2 separate regions of the Danio rerio genome follow, and region 2 is linked to region 1. Evidence: chromatin contacts called from public Hi-C data. All regions are on one chromosome and are shown on one strand. The core of a region is the stretch at or near the end of the contact, and the rest is flanking DNA. Distances in the headings are between cores, read along the strand shown. Region 1 holds the start of mapk6 (mitogen-activated protein kinase 6). Region 2 holds the start of leo1 (LEO1 homolog, Paf1/RNA polymerase II complex component).

Region 1 (4,617 bases), core at 15-2,514:
GTTTATTAATTAAAACGCTTTCACTTTCTCATAGTGTAAACAGGATTAATATGTGTTGATTTAATGTCACTAACGTTACTGGACTGGTTTAAGGTTTGTTGGCTCCCTCTTTTAGTTAACAAAATGGTCGGCCGGTTAGCCATCATTTCCCTCACACACTGCTGCAACGTGGCTGAATCACCAACCTTTGTTTCCACAGACCGGCCGGGTCCCGTGTTAATCCATTACATGTGTGTTATGATCACTGTGGTGCTTTTTACAGTCATGAGGTGGAGAAACGGGAACCCATGACATCAGAAAGTGTAGTGGCGACATGAGCACACACAAACACACACAGGAAACATTGCTCAAGAGGGATGCCATAACCTTGTATGATTTTTTTTTCTTTTAAATCAGTTTCATTCAAAAAGATCAGAACTGAATAAGTGTTGCATTTCATTAAACACTCATGGTCCTTAAAATTAGTATTTTCAGCTTAGATTGTTGCCCTCTATTCAGTGTCCTTTTGAGCTTAAAACAGATCAAATCCATTCTCTTTTATTTGTGTCGTTCAGAATGCACATTTATTGCTTTAGATTTAGATTTGCTATTTTGGCCTATATTACACTCCTAATCTGTTTTGTTTTTGTGCCGTTTTGCAGGGTATCCCGGTGTAAAATGGAGGATAGTTTTGATTGCGACTGCGGTGAGCTGGAGCCGCCTGATCATTGAGAAGGAAGTGTCTTGTTGAGAACATCAAACATTTCAATTTCCCATCATCAGGCATTTTAAAAAGGAACAAGGAAAAACATTACATTTGTCACCAGTTACTAGGACCGTTAATAATAATAATAATGCTGCTGCTCAGGGCCAGTCGTACACTGAAAATTTCTGCACTGTGACAATGGTTTTATTTGTAGAGACTTCAGTTATTTCAGTTTCGTTCAGAGAGATTTGATTGGCCTCCAAATTCATTCCGTTACGCCCTATTAAACATTGAAACAAATCAAATTTCCATTTTAAGTTAAGTTCCCATTAGTCTTGAAAAAGCTGCTGGAAGTGTTGTGGATGATGACCACATATCCTGGCAACATATCCTTATCAGTTCCTATCTCTCAGTATACGCTGTAACAGTAGGTCAGGGGAAAACACTCAAGTCTTACTAGGCTTGAGTGTAGTTTGAGTCAACTTTTTCTAGAAACTCCAAATTGGCTGCATATCAGTTAAAATCAGAAACACTTCCTGCTATAATATCTGCACAGAGCTGCTCTTCTAGATCACAGAATGGCAGAGAAATTTGAAAGCCTTATGAACATTCATGGCTTCGATCTGGGGCCTCGCTACATGGACCTGAAGCCACTTGGCTACGGGGGCAACGGCTTGGTGTTTTCCGCTGTTGATACCGATTGTGACAAGAGGGTTGCTGTTAAAAAGATTGTCTTGACTGACCCACAGAGTGTCAAACATGCGCTGCGTGAAATCAAAATCATCCGCAGGCTTGATCATGACAACATCGTGAAGGTGTTCGAAACTCTGGGGCCCAGTGGCCGGAGGCTCACGGAGGACGTGAGCTCTCTGACAGAGGTCAATTCAGTGTACATCGTCCAGGAGTACATGGAAACTGACCTCTGTAAAGTACTGGAACAGGGCTTGTTGTCTGAGGATCACGCACGGCTGTTCATGTACCAACTGCTCCGGGGACTCAAATACATCCACTCTGCAAACGTGCTTCATCGTGACCTGAAGCCTGCCAACCTCTTTGTCAACACTGAGGACTTGGTTCTAAAAATTGGAGACTTTGGACTCGCCCGGATCATGGACCCCCACTATTCCCATAAGGTATTTATTCTTTTGCTTTCACTTGCTAAGATTTTGCACCTTCAATGTTCTGTTTCATCGTACTGACAACCATCCAGATGGCGTCTTGTTTGGCTGAGACATGAATGAGATTTCATTTCATTCACTGATTCCTTGTATCGCAGGAAGTAAACAGTCCTTGAATTGGCACCTCCGACTTCCTGTTTGTGACGCCCTTTCCTGTATGTTAGCTTTCTGTGTGGTTGCTGTACATCCGGTTGTGTTTTAAAAGGAAGCTGATGGAAAAATATTATGACAAAATTGCACAGCTGTCCCTTTATTGACCTTCTTCTTTTACATGAGAGCGGGTGCAGCCATTAGAACCTCATTGGCTAAAGACTTCCGATCTCATTCGCGTCCATTGATTTTTAGCCATAAAAATTGCTGTTTGATGTTGCAAACTGGTATTTTTTCTTAATATATTTTTTTTTATTTATAATCATAATAAGCACGCTGGGATTTTCAGCAAGTTGTACGACCGGTTTCTGTCCTTTGTCATTCCTAGTCGTTTCCTCCATTGGCAAATTAACCAGAAGTCCTAAAACAATCACAGAAAAGAACGTACTTCCGCAATGCAGGATAAAGTGAATTGAGCCAGAGTGGAATATTTTGGAACATAGGTTGTTTTGACGTGACGTTATTGATAACGCGCAAAATTCAGAAGGAGTGCATGAAGTGATACTTTTACGTAATCGCTATCAGAACATCAAATTATTTGTTTTATGTTCCTTATAATAGTTTAAATCAGCCAAAATAAGAAATGGCGAACAGCTTTTATAGACTGCCAAAAGTTTTAACTCATAAAGCGGAGAAAGTAAACAAACTGGTTAAAAAAACAGAAGAAAATGCGGCATGTTATAAACATTTTTTTAATACATCCATGTGTACAGACTTTTTTTTTTAAGCACGATAATTCATTTGACAGCTTCAATAAAGATTATAAGCAGGCCTAGCTATGTGTATACATGTTATGTTGTATATAAATTAAATGCAAACACCACCCCACTTGTACAAAATCCAGGAGAATATACGTACCCTGCCATGTAATAGCAATGAAATTTCCATCTTCTATTGCAATAATCCATGTCTTTGCTGGCGTTTCATCAGAATTTACAATCTTAATGCTATCATCGAGATGCGCAGCAGTGGTGAATGTTTATTAATTGTAAATTTATCGACAGAACAAAAAAGAAATGCCTTTGTCTTGTAACAAAACTCTAAATTTTTTTTAATTTTAAGCACTTTTTTCCCCCTCTAATAAATATATATTGTAGACTATGCATTTACGCTTTTGTATGCTTTCATCTGTTATTTTGTGATGTCTGCAAGATATCTGCATGTTGAGAAACTATAGTAATAGTGTAGCATAGTAAACTGATAAACTGTAACGTCAGTATAAACTGTGGTGCATTGTGATTATAGCGTAGATAACTGAAGCCTATTGAATAATTTATTAATACAGTTGTGTTGTACCACAGCAACAATAATTACTACAACAGTTTAATACAAGTCATTATAGTATGCTTCCGAACACTATAGTATTCATCATAGTATTTTTTCATAAAACATAATTAACAAGCAAATACATTTTAGTTCAAGAGAAAACAAGATCATCTTCATGATATAAGGGTCATGGCCAACATATGTGCCTATTTTCTGTTTAGATGTCCTTTGACATATGGTATGTATCGCAAAAATAAGGACTGGAAAAATAAGGAAAAATGAGGACCATGTCTCCCATTCATTTTTTATTTATTTTTTTTTTACTTCCTGCCCTCCATCTGAATTTCGCACATCACCAGGACCACGTGACTGAAAACAACCTATTGGGAAATCTAAAAAAGATTGACGTTTTGTTTCCTTTTAATGTGTTTTTCCTTGTTCTTTCGTTCGTTCATTTGTTCAGTTTTGTGTGTGTGTGTGTGTGTGTGTGTGTGGATGATGTTTGGGTTGTGGCTTGGTTTAAGTGTACTCGTGTCACAAATTTGTAATCCCCTCTCCTTTGTGGGCTCACATGATCCATATGCCAGCCAGATCTGCTTTCACATATGTGCTGAGATGCCTCCTCTCGAGTCTTTGAGAGAAAAAGCACTGTTCCTACTTGATGTCTATGAATAGCTGCCGTCACTCCCCCACACATACTCTGGTCTGGGTTTCTTCTACAGGGAGCAAGAAAGCTGAGAGACCGTATCAGACTCCGGTCCTGTAATTATGAAGCTGGCTGCTCTACTGACTTGTGATAACTTGGAAAAATTTGAGAACTAAAAGTTTAAGACGAAGGGGAAAACCTTTTAGGGATGAGACTTCAAAGCTTAACACATGAAAGTGAAGTTTATGGCAGTTTAAGTAGACATGTTTAAAAGTTTTAATCCTATTTTATTCTCTAGTGTTTATTTATTTTATTTTTTTGTAGGCTTGAAAACCAATATATGCATTTTAGTTATTTAATTTAAATTCAAACAAGAAAAGTTATTTCAGTATAATTTGTTAAAGTATTATGATTCTTTGTTCTATGTACACTCACCGGCCACTTTATTAGGTACACCTAACTAGTACCGGGTTGGATCCCCCTTTTGCCTTAAGAACTGCCTTGTTCCTCCGTGGCATAGATTCAACAAGGTACTGGAAATATTCCTCAGAGGTTTTGGTCGCTGCTGATATGTTGGCTTCACATCCATGATGCGAATCTCCAGTTCCACCACATCCTAAAGGTGCTCTATTGGATTTAGGTCTGGTGACTGTGGATGCCATTTGAGTACAGTGAACTCATTTATCCACAAG
Region 2 (4,624 bases), core at 167-2,666, 130 kb before region 1:
AGGAAGTACTTGTTCCTCCGCAAAGAGAACCCATGCCCATTTTATTCTCACAGGGAACATCAATGGCTGCTGGTTTATCTCTAAGAGAACTGCTTATCACCTCAACATTGAAGAGGAAGTGTCAAAGTGGTGGATGTTGTTTCAGTGAGTCTTGTCTAAAAAGCAAGTGATGTGTTTTTCTTTCTAGAAAGAAAACTCAACTTCCACAAGTTTTCCCCTATGCCTATAGTTTCACTTGTTTGGCTTTCTATAATGCAGAAGCCTTAAAAGCTTCAGCTGCACACCAGCAGCCAAAGAAGACAAGGGGAGGTGTGGCTGTTCTTCTGTCACTTCTGACAGAAGGAGAATCATGTCTTCTCCAAAATCCTCCCAGGGAGTACCTGTGACCACCTGTTCTCAACCAAAACCTGAGCTTTCATGCCCACAGGAAATATTGTACCTGTACCCACTGAATTCACACAGGGATCACTTGTGCCTGCCAATCCCTCTCAAGGAAAACCTGCGCCCATCTGTTCCCCCTACGAGCTGAAACCTCAAGTCCTTCAACTGTACAAAAATTGAAACAGCCAAAATACTTTCAGGATTACATTATTAAACCTGTAAGTTACCACAAATCCAGAGACTTGGACTAATCAATTAAATACAGCTCTAAGATTTATACTTTGTAGGCCGCACGGTGGCGCAGTGGGTAGCGCCTAACAGCAAGAAGGTCTCTGGATCGAGCTTTGCCTGGGTCAGTTGGCGTTTCTGTGTGGAGTTTGCATGTTCTCCGTGTTCGCGTGGGTTTCCTCTAGGTGCTCCGGTTTTCCTTACAGTCCAAAGACATGGGGTATAGGTGAATTAAATAAGCTAAACTGTCCTTAGTGTATGTGTGTGTGAATGAGTGTGTATGGATGTTTCCCAGAGATGGGTTGTCGCTGGAAGGTTCATTCCGCTGTGGCAACCCCAGATTAATAAAGGGACTAAGCCGAAAAGAATATGATTGAATGAATGATAATGATATGTGCCTTTCTTGTTGCATATAATGCTTTTTCAGTATTGCCCAGCAGAAATATTTGTTTTGGAAAAGACAAAATAAGTAGGCTACAGTTTAACCTCAGTCATCCAATACAAACGGTGTACAGTACACCTCCTGGATACAGTATACTTTGCTTTTCCTTCTTGGGGATCAGTAAATTATTGTCAGTTTTTGTAATATACCTTTGTCTTTCAGTCTTTAGTCTCTCTGTCATCAGTGTAAAAATGGATCTCAAAATCATGAGTCACATTTAAGGGTCTATTTTAAAAAAAAATATATATATTTCAAGGGCTTTTACTTTATAAATTTTTGTATATAAAAAAACTACAATGGCTTTTATTTTGTAAAGTTTTAAAAGCCTTCACCCGGATGTTTATCATATTTTTACAGCCGGTGAAAATGGCGGATATGGACGAACTGTTCGGGAGCGATGGCGATAGCGACAATGAGCAACGAGGTACATTCATATAACACTTGGCATTAGAAAAGCTTTACTTTTGTGTGTTTTTAGTATGTTTCTATGAATAGGTTGTTCGTTTTGCGTTTAATCGTGAACGTTAGATGTAACTGTCGGCCTTTAGCAATGCCATCACATCTGGTAAATACGTTAGTTCTTAACGTTACCAGATTAACGTTGGTATGGAAAGTTATCACTCCAGATAATCAGTATTTGTTACTGTAACGTACAGCAGTAGCAATAATTATTACAGTGTCTATTATAAAATTGCTACGTTGTAGTCTAGATACGTTCGTGTAATTATTATTTTTTATTTAATGTAACGTCATAGATCTAATGTTACCTTGCGTTGTAACGTTATTGTATTATTAATATCACGTTTTAACAAACATTAACAACATTTATTGTTAAAACTGATATTTGATAAACATATGGTTTCTTATTTAAAGACATACAGTTCTACCAATGGCAGAAAATATATAAATAAGTAATCAAATAAATCATTAACTATCAGTGATTTAACTCACACATATGTAACATAATCTATTCTTACTATTATAATGTAGATACTTTTTTAATATATATATATATATATATATATATATATATATATATATATATATATATATATATATATATATATAAAATTATTATTTATTTTAGTTTTATTTATTTATTTATTACTGTTTGTGACAAATATGAAGTAAAAACAAATAAGGTATTTATTGTTTCCTGTTCTAATTTCAAATGTCATTTTAGTGAGTTGTTTTTTTTTTTAAGAGATTGTGGTGCGGTAGTTGTAGCTAAATCATATTCACAGGAATGAAAATGAACTGATTCAGATCAGTGTTTGAAGTGTCGGACTGTTAAGATTAATTTAAAATTAAGTGGTCTGCTGATGTGAATCAGCATCTCCAAGTCCGAGGCCATGGTGCTCCACCAACATAAGGTGGTTTGCCATCTCCAGGTTGAAGGAAAGTCGTTACCCCAGGTGGAGGAGTTCACGAGTGAGGGAAGGATGGAGTGTGAGATGGACAGGCGGATTGGTGCAGCGGCAGCAGTAATGCTTTCGATCTACCAGTCTGTTGTGGTGAAGAAGGAGCTGAGCCAAAAGGCAAACCTTTCAATTTACCAGTCAATCTACGTTCCTACTCTCACCTATAGTCATGAGCTTTGGGTCATGACCGAAAGGACAAGATTTCGGATATAAGCAGCTGAAATGAGTTTACTTCGCAGGGTGGCAGGCAGGGCACACCCTTATAGACTAGGTGAGGAGCTCTGTCATCCGGGAGGAGCTTGGAGCTCCTCTACATCGAGAAAAGTCAGCTGAGGTGGCTTGGGGATTTGTTCCAGATGCCTCTAGGACGCCAACCTAGGGAGGTGTTCCAGGCATCTCTCGCCGGCAGGATGCATCGAGGAAGACCCAGGACATGCTAGAAGGGACTATGTCTTATGCCGGAGGTGTTGGAGGAAGTGTCTGGGGAAAGGGAAGTCTGGTGTTCTCTCCTAAGACTGCTGCCCCCGAGACCCGGCCCCGGATAAGCGAATGAAAATAATAATGATGATGATGATGATAATGATGGTCTACTGATTATTTGCCGGCACAAATGTGAGAGCATTTAGTGACTTTTCCCCATGCATTATTAACTATTGTAAAATCGTTAATGACGATACTATTGTTTACAAACTACAGAGGCACCACTTGTATTTTGGACCCATAGTGTCGCGGTGCTACCGAAGTACCGGTAAAACGTGCAACTCTAATGGTTTAGAACCACTTGAGGGAGATTAAATAGTGAGGAAATGTTCATTTTAGTAAAAACTTTTTTTTTGGTCTGCGTTCTGTGTATAACTAAACAAAGTAACACGTTAGTAAATTATTACATCCATTCATGTGTTTTCTCCAGATTCCGGCTCTGGTTCTGGCTCTGATTCGGATCATGAGAGACCAAGATCTGCCAGTAACGCTTCTGGAAGTGAGAGTGCTCAAAGTGACCAAGATCATGATGAGGATGAAGATGAAGATGGCGGAAAGCCTAGCAATAAAGAGCTGTTTGGAGACGACAGTGAAGATGAGCACGGCAGCCAGCACAGCGGGAGCCAGCACAGCGGCAGCCGGCACAGCGGCAGCCGGCACAGCGGCAGCAGGCACAGCGGCAGCAGGCACAGTGGCAGCCAGCACAGCGGGAGCCAATCAGAGCGATCGGGCAACCAATCAGACGCCACCATGCACTCTGACAATGAACACAGCGGGTCTGAGGCCCATCGTGGTGAGCAGGATGATGAGGATGATGATGACAGAGGCCACAGGTCAGACGTAGGCAGTCCAGCCTCAGGAGCAGGAAGCCGCAGGTCGGACAGAGGAAGTGGAAGTCCAGGGTCAGAGGCGGGAAGTCCACGCTCAGAAGCTGGAAGTGGTCATTCGGATCCTGGAACCCCACATACAGATGGAGAGGGGTCAGGGAAAGATGCCCATTCTGGAGATGAGAAGTGGGGTGGAGATGGAAAAAGTGACCAGTCGGAGGACGAGGACAAACAGCAGAACTCTGATGATGAGAGGGAGCGATCTGATGAAGAAGGGGAGAGGCAGAAATCAGGTGAGGTCTATTAAAATGATCCAAATAATTCAAATATAGTCTGTGTTAGTAAATGCAAGGCTATTTATACAGTTGTACCGATACTAGTTGGCATGCACTGATACCATTTGTTTACCAATCCAATCTCGAAACCAACATTATGGTTATCGACCGATATAGATCCGATCCTGATACTGCAATATTTTTACATTTTTTGACATAATACAGTTTCTAAAGTTCTGTTGATAACATAATAATCAAATAATTTAGCTTCTTTAGTAACAATAACAGACCTATAGGCCTACTTTAAATGTCAGACGGCACAATCTAACTAAAAACATGATGCTTGCTGTAAACTAGGCTACATTATTTGAGCATCCGTTATGACATTGATATGATATGTTGTGGTCCAGCTTATGTTTCTTTTTTTATTATTAAGATTTTTCTTTGAAATCTTTAGTAGGCTACCACTATTGACCCTAATCGTTAGTAAAAAAAAAGATCCTTTTAGCAAAGCCTAATATTTTAATAAACTAGGCCAGTTTACCTAATGAACATTCCCTTGCCCAAACT

What was found. A called contact is a pair of places that touch in the nucleus more often than the background predicts.
Region 2: a Hi-C map of hematopoietic stem cells shows a contact between it and region 1, with 2.0 times the contacts expected there. The contact joins the promoter of leo1 here to the promoter of mapk6 in region 1. A contact is called at or near these places in 1 of 18 Hi-C or Micro-C datasets (hematopoietic stem cells) and 2 of 4 datasets of contacts at active chromatin or transcription factors (caudal fin and embryo).

What each region holds. Positions count from the first base shown.
Region 1 is chr18:42,124,668-42,129,284 of GRCz12tu, reverse strand. mapk6 (mitogen-activated protein kinase 6) reads left to right here and starts at 1,264. Exons shown (of 5, transcript NM_001045552.1): 1 at 1,264-1,818. The coding sequence starts at 1,264.
Region 2 is chr18:42,259,414-42,264,037 of GRCz12tu, reverse strand. It overlaps leo1 (LEO1 homolog, Paf1/RNA polymerase II complex component), which reads left to right and starts at 1,416. Exons shown (of 11, transcript NM_207067.1): 1 at 1,416-1,475; 2 at 3,383-4,072. The coding sequence starts at 1,418.